2 separate regions of the Mus musculus genome follow, and region 1 is linked to region 2. The links are chromatin contacts, called in public HiChIP or PLAC-seq maps. All regions are on one chromosome and are shown on one strand. The core of a region is the stretch at or near the end of the contact, and the rest is flanking DNA. Distances in the headings are between cores, read along the strand shown.

The links. HiChIP or PLAC-seq counts read pairs in DNA pulled down with a chosen protein or histone mark.
Region 1: a contact with region 2 is called in an H3K27ac HiChIP or PLAC-seq map of embryonic stem cells, with 12 read pairs. The contact joins two enhancer-like sites. A contact is called at or near these places in 17 of 39 promoter capture datasets (3T3-L1-derived adipocytes, the C10 cell line, the HPC-7 cell line and 10 more), 6 of 484 Hi-C or Micro-C datasets (the G1E-ER4 cell line, the HPC-7 cell line, embryonic stem cells and 2 more), 15 of 115 datasets of contacts at active chromatin or transcription factors (the HPC-7 cell line, astrocytes, bone marrow-derived macrophages and 7 more) and 4 of 9 other capture datasets (adipose tissue, embryonic stem cells, liver and 1 more).

What each region holds. Positions count from the first base shown.
Region 1 is chr11:6,177,473-6,180,521 of GRCm38.p6, forward strand. All of the region lies in intron 2 of Nudcd3 (NudC domain containing 3), which reads right to left. Among named protein-coding and RNA genes, the nearest start is that of Nudcd3, 21 kb to the right of the region's middle. Within about 2 kb of position 1,414, at least 180 of the 459 cell types and tissues checked have an H3K27ac peak or open chromatin away from gene starts, as enhancers often do. A contact at or near this core is called in embryonic stem cells and pancreatic islet, where this site is marked.
Region 2 is chr11:5,941,733-5,944,977 of GRCm38.p6, forward strand. It overlaps a transcript of Gck not described here. Among named protein-coding and RNA genes, the nearest start is that of Ykt6, 12 kb to the right of the region's middle. Within about 2 kb of position 1,514, at least 9 of the 459 cell types and tissues checked have an H3K27ac peak or open chromatin away from gene starts, as enhancers often do. A contact at or near this core is called in embryonic stem cells and pancreatic islet, where this site is marked.

The DNA.
Region 1 (3,049 bases), core at 164-2,663, 240 kb after region 2:
TTTTTTTATAAGAAACAAAAATAAGAAAAAGCTTGTGCATATATGGATGCTGTATTATTTACCTCTGAAGGGGGGAAAAGACAGAAATTCACCAGAATTCACTAAAACTCAAAAGGTGTTCTCTAACTTGAAATGCCAGGGTGAAAGAGAAACCTAGGGAGGCCCACCCGGATGGAGGGGTGGGGGAAGGATTGTGGGAGGGAGTAACTGGGAGGGAGGCAGTGAGAGGGATGTAAAGTGAATAAGTAAAATAATAAAATTTAATTTAAAAAAAGAAACTGTTCTCTAGAGAGCAAGAGGCAGAAAGAATGTAAAGCAACAAATGTGAACTCACACTTTGAAATGTTTTTACTTGTGAACTCCAAAAGTGATTTACATATTCAAAAAGTAAAGAACAACAAAAACCTCCAAAGTGTTACAATGGTAGAAATGAACCTGACAGTGTGTGAAATCGAAACCCAATGCTATCACGGATGGATGGACAGCAGATGCTGTCACGGATGGATGGACGGACAGCAGATACTCATATGCTCAGCTTAGCCGGCACACTCACTTTCATTGCTCCCGCTCCCTATGGCCTGTCTAGCTGGGAAGCTGTAGCTCATCTCCTAGCTCTGTAGGTAAATAGTTCCTTAGAAGCTGGGTTACAGGGTCCCAAATGCAAAAACTTGCAAAACTATTTAACACAGAGCCAAATTTATCAAAAATCTGTAGTACTTCCTCCTCACAATACCTCACAGCAAAGTACAAGGTAGCCAGCAGCCTGTTAGCACACTCCAAGTCTGCTCTTCCAGCACAACATGGAAACGGGTACCCATGTGGGAAGTGAGGAGCTTGAAACCTTCACGGCACTAACAACACTCTGCCACATGGTCATTTTAAACACCTAGCACAATTTTGGAAATTGAATTATAACTGCAAATATCTGTGTTGGGGATGGATTGTGAGGGTATCAGGAGACCTCTTATGGACAGAAGTGTCTGGAGCCAAGTAGGTACAAGGGTACACTCAGGCCCAGGCAGGGCAAACAGGTCCACATCACAGCTACCCCATTTCCAGGAAACATTTTAAACTCTTATTGTTCTAATTTTCCTTAACCTTATTTCTAAAGAAATGCTCAAATTCTCATAATCATTTGTAGTCAGCCACCATTCCCCCATAACTCCATTGGAAAAAAAGTTGCAAGACTAGAGATCAAGACAGCTGGAGCAAGATTATCCAGCAAAACTCTTCCCACCCACAGGCCCGGCTGATGAAGCAGAACACTATGCAGTCATTCTAGAAAATGCAGCCAGTAACTACCCACCAAGGCTAGTGAGGAGGAGGAGCAGCAGCAGCAGGAACTGACACTGGCTAACAACTACAGAAAGGGGAAATTTTCAACTACAAGAGACAAAGGAGCGGCAGGAGAGTCCTTTAGCTCTGTGGAGCTCTAGCAGCAGCTAACAGGAAGCTCTGGGTAAGCCAAGCAGGGGGTGGGGGTAGGGAGAACACAGTGAACTGCTGCTACCCAGGACCACCAGGTTACAAAGTCCCCAAGAGGAGAGCACATGACCAGCCCACTGATGCAGACCCCTGCAGGTCACAGGAAGAGAGCACTGGCCTCCCAAGGAGAAGACTCTAGTCTGCACTTTGATGGGTTTGGCCACCTACTGAAGGCTGAAGGGAGTCCTAGTATGTTTCCTTCTCTGCATTCAACAGACCAGAGATGCAAGAAAATTGCCTGAGGTCTTCCCTAGATCCCAATAGCAGACAGTACTGCCACTAAGAGACCAGAATCCACAACCCTAGTGAAGAACGGGTAGATGAAAAACAAACACTAGGCAGCAGAAGGCGCTGGAAGGAGGTGAGTCCTTTCCAACGCACACACAGCACAGCACAGCACAGCGGTTCCACCCGCAGATCAGTGGGGTTTGCTTTCAGAGGCAGACTGTGCCCAGACACAATCAGCTGCTCATTTAACTCTGGGACAGCACAACACCCACTCTAAAACTCCCACTCGTGGGTGGCCAGGAAGAACCCTTCCTTTGTCTCGTCCTGACTTGAACTGCATGAGAACTCAAGGGAACAAAGAGCCAGTAAGTCAGAAGCTCCTGACCGCCCTAACAGAGCCAGTGGAGACTGGGCAGAGGGCTTGGGCTGAGCTGACACCCTCAGCCTCATTGCCTCAAGACTCTGAAACAAACGTTTACTCATTCCACATTGGTTGAATCCAATAAACAAACCCAACACATCTGTGAAACTGAGCACATATACATCCTAAGGTTATAGCTGAACTCACAAGGCTGAAGACAATACGAGGTAAAAGGAAACAGCGATAAGAAAGCGCAGGGTGAGGTGTAGGTAGGAGAGGCTGCTACAGGCCTCAACAGCTTCGCAAAATGTCTGAAGCAGGGCCCGACACCCAGTTTCTCCCCTAATTGGGAGGGATGTTCATGGCACACCATATGCTAGAGCATATCTACTATGAAAAGGGAAAGAAAGCCAGCAACCTCCATGGACAGCAACCTCCAGACAGATCTCTAAAGGGAAAAGCAGCTCCTCACCCTGTGGCAGGTTCTCAGGAAGATCCCAAAAAGGCACTGTCTTGAAAGGAGGTGACAGCTCCATCCATGCATGTTACTACCCCAAAGACCTTCCAGGAGAACAAGCTATGGAGGTGGAGAACAGTAATATTGATATCCTAATCCGGTATATACGTGGGTGGGTGTTAGCTTTACACACACACAAATACAAATTTAAAAATACATATATCAGAAACAGCTTTCAAGTAATGATACAAAGAAAGACAACAGTGTCCTCTTCCTCAGGAAACAGCAACCAGAAGCTGCACTGGCGGGAGGGCCCCAAGGGGCCCAGGATTAGGAGACTGAAGTGTCCTCAGTGAATTTGGCAGTGGTCTTAGACGCAGCTTCGGTTACCCATTAAAAAAATCTGACATCACTTGACTTTTCCTGGGTGCATCCCTAAATAATGAGGTTCTGAGGATTCTGACAGCACAGCTGTTTATTGTGTGCTAATTTATGTATTAATTATAAGTCGTGGGTTT
Region 2 (3,245 bases), core at 264-2,763:
TTTGACAGCACTTCACAGGGATTAGAAGATAAATCTTGCCATTCACACAGGATTTTTTGTTTTTATGGGACCAAGGCGATCTGAGCCCTACAAGACCTCTAAACAAGAGAGCCAAAGTTTCCTTGAACTCAGGTGGGTTCTACTGAATGGGAGAGTAAGTTTCCTGAAAACAATGCCCCCAGCAGGAGAAAGCTCCTCTTTGCCTTCATCTGAGGTCTTAGCCCAAATATCAGATGGTGTCTGTCACTGTTGGAGCCCACACATTGCTCTCTTTGTTTAGGGTTATAGTCTTTGAATTTCGTGAGACAGAGCCAGGGGGCAGGATGCTGTACCTCCTGCAGGTCCAGATCCCCAGGCCTGGCCCATTGCGAGTACCCAGTGCTCAGCAATGGCTCTGCCATCAGGGGCTGTTGCAACCTGGAGATGTGCCTGCAACTGGTTTCTGGTACCCAGCATTGGGCACAAACCTGTGTGGTTTGTCCTTCCCGTCTGTATCTGCTGAATTGCTTTCTAGACCTTTCTGTATCTGGGAGATGTGGTGACAGAAGCCTCTTCCTGTAGGGATGGAATGAAGTACTGAGTGGATGCATGTTGTTGCTATGTCAAAGACCCTAGTGTCTCAGCCCCAGTGTCTCATTGGATCAGAAAAGCCTTCACTGGGAAAGGCCCAGAGCAATGGCGGTATTCCTCTGGTCCATATGTGGATACTGATAGTTTGTGCAGAAAATATCCACTATAGCTTCCCCCCCGCCCGGAAATTTATCATATGAAGACTGCTCCCCTCTTGAGACTGCTCCCCTCTTGAGACTGCTCCCCTCTTGAGACTGCTCCTACTCAGATTAGCTGAACCTGCCTTCTTGTTCATCTATGTGCCGTAACTCTAGCTCCATGCTTAACTATATACACTGCGCTCCGATATGCTGAGGCTTCTCCATTCATCATCCCAGAACACCGATCCCAGCTTTTCTCTATGTCCACGTGTGTGTCTTTTCTTTAGTTCCTCTCTACCCTGGCCAGGTCAATCTCTGGAGCCATGAAATGGTGAGCCACCATACATGTTTGCTTCTGGGGTGCTTGATTTGTTTGTGCCTGCAACACTTGTGGCACATCTGGCAGCCATGAGCGAAGGTTCAAGAGAATCAGGAAAGCCAAGCTGAGCCTTTCTGAGGCTGAAAACCACGGGCCTCTAGGCTGTTGGCCGGGTAACACGACAAACCTTCAGATGTGCTCAGTTTAATTGGGTATCTGGAACAGCACAACACCCCTAATGGGCAGAGCGGCATTAACAAGTCATAGGCTCCAGGGAGATGATGTCTAAGAGAATGAAAACAAGATGAAGTGGGCATCAGCGGTGACCCTGAGTGAACCAGGAGGGAAGAGGTCAGGAGCTCTAGTGAGGCAGGAAAGGAGGCACCCTGAAAGGAGATGGAACCCCAGTGTTATGCAGAAGAGGGCAGACAAGTAGCCTTCCTGGAAAAAGGCCTAAGGGGAGGCTTTTGCTCTGTTCCTTCTGCATTATAAACGCTCCGACCAGACAGCGGGGAGGGGCTCAGCAGTGAGTGCTAGCTCTGAGTTACTCTTGACCAGACAGCGGGGAGGGGGCTCAGCAGTGAGTGCTAGCTCTGAGTTACTCTTGTTGAGATAAAATTGCCCCGACAAAAGCTGATTCATGGAGAAAGGCTTATCTTGGCTTGCAGTCCCAAGAGGATACAGTCCTTCCTGGTGGGAAGACAAGGCTGGGATAGTATCGAGACAGAAACTGGAGGCTGGCTGGTCACATTGTATCCACATTCAGGAATCAGAGAGTAAACAGGAAACAGGACAAAGCCCACTCCAGTGACCCACTTCACAGAAGCGCCACCTCCTAAAGGTTCCACAACCTTCCCAAACAGTGCCACCACTGGCGACCAGGAGTTCAAACATAGCCTAGGGAGGACATTTCCCATAATACCACAACAAGCTCCTCCCTAAGCCCCCAAGATCTGCTCACAGAACCCCTTCTCCTAGCCCAAGATTTGCTTTCTCTACCAAGCTGCCCCCAAGCCAAGAATTTCCTAGACATCCAGTCCTCCAGATCCATGGAAGTCTGAAGTCACTCTGCCCACTTCCAAGAGGCTGAAGTTCTCCCAGATGGCTTAACGGAGTGGGCTGTGCCTCACCTAAATGTGTTGAAGAAGCTATCTGCTCTACCTGCTGACTTTCTCCAGACAATCTCAGCCAAGGTGGCCTCTTAGACTTCCTGGATGCTCAGGATTTTTGCAGCCATTTAAAAGATGTTGTAGAGCTGGGTGGTGGTGGACACACCTTCAATCCCAGCACTCAGGAGGCAGAAGCAGGTGGATCTCTGAGTTTGAGGCCAGCCTGGTCTACAGAGTGAGTTCCAGGACAGCCAAGGCTATACAGAGAAACACTGACTCAGAAAAAAGAAAGTGTGTGTGTGTGTGTGTGTGTGTGTGTGTGTGTGTGTGTGTGTGGTGTGTGTGTGTGTGTGTGTGGTGTGTGGGGTGTGTGTTTGTGTGTGTGGTGTGTGTATGTATGTGTGTGTGTGTGTGTGTGTGTGTGTTTGTGTGTGTATGTGTGTGTGTATACATGCCACAGCATGCCTGAGACTGAGAACAACTTTCAGGAGTCAGTTCCCTCCTTCTATCACATAGGCTTTGGGGATCAAACTCAGGTCATGAGACCTGTCAGCAAATTCCATTCTCTACTGAGCCATCTCACTGGCTTTGCCACCTTATTCTTTGAGACAAGGTTTCTCACTGAGTCTAGAGTTTGCCTATTTGGCTAAATCAACTTGTCAGTTAGCCCCAGGTATCCTCTTGTCTGCAGCTTCTCAGCTCTGGGATCTCAGGTGTAAGGCACCATGCTCTGCTTTTATTTGGGTGCCGGGGTTGCAGACTGGAATTCTCATGGTTTCTCAGCAAGAACTTTACTAACTGAGACATCCATTTAGCCCCCTTTGCAGCCAGTTTAAAAATGTGCTGGGAGCTAATTTACTGATGGTAGGATTACTCCAGTGTTAACGTAAGAGAAAGTACAGTGCCCACCCAGGAACTATCACCAAACGCTCTCTGGGTAAAGCAGGTCACTAAATATTTACACATGACATAAAACATTTTAAAAATCACCCTCCTAATTACTTAACACTTGATAAGGTCTATAATGGGCATGTTTGTATGTATGAATAATCATCTCAGCCATTGTAAATGTTTCTGTGGATACAGTGGTGTCTGCTGGGCAATGGC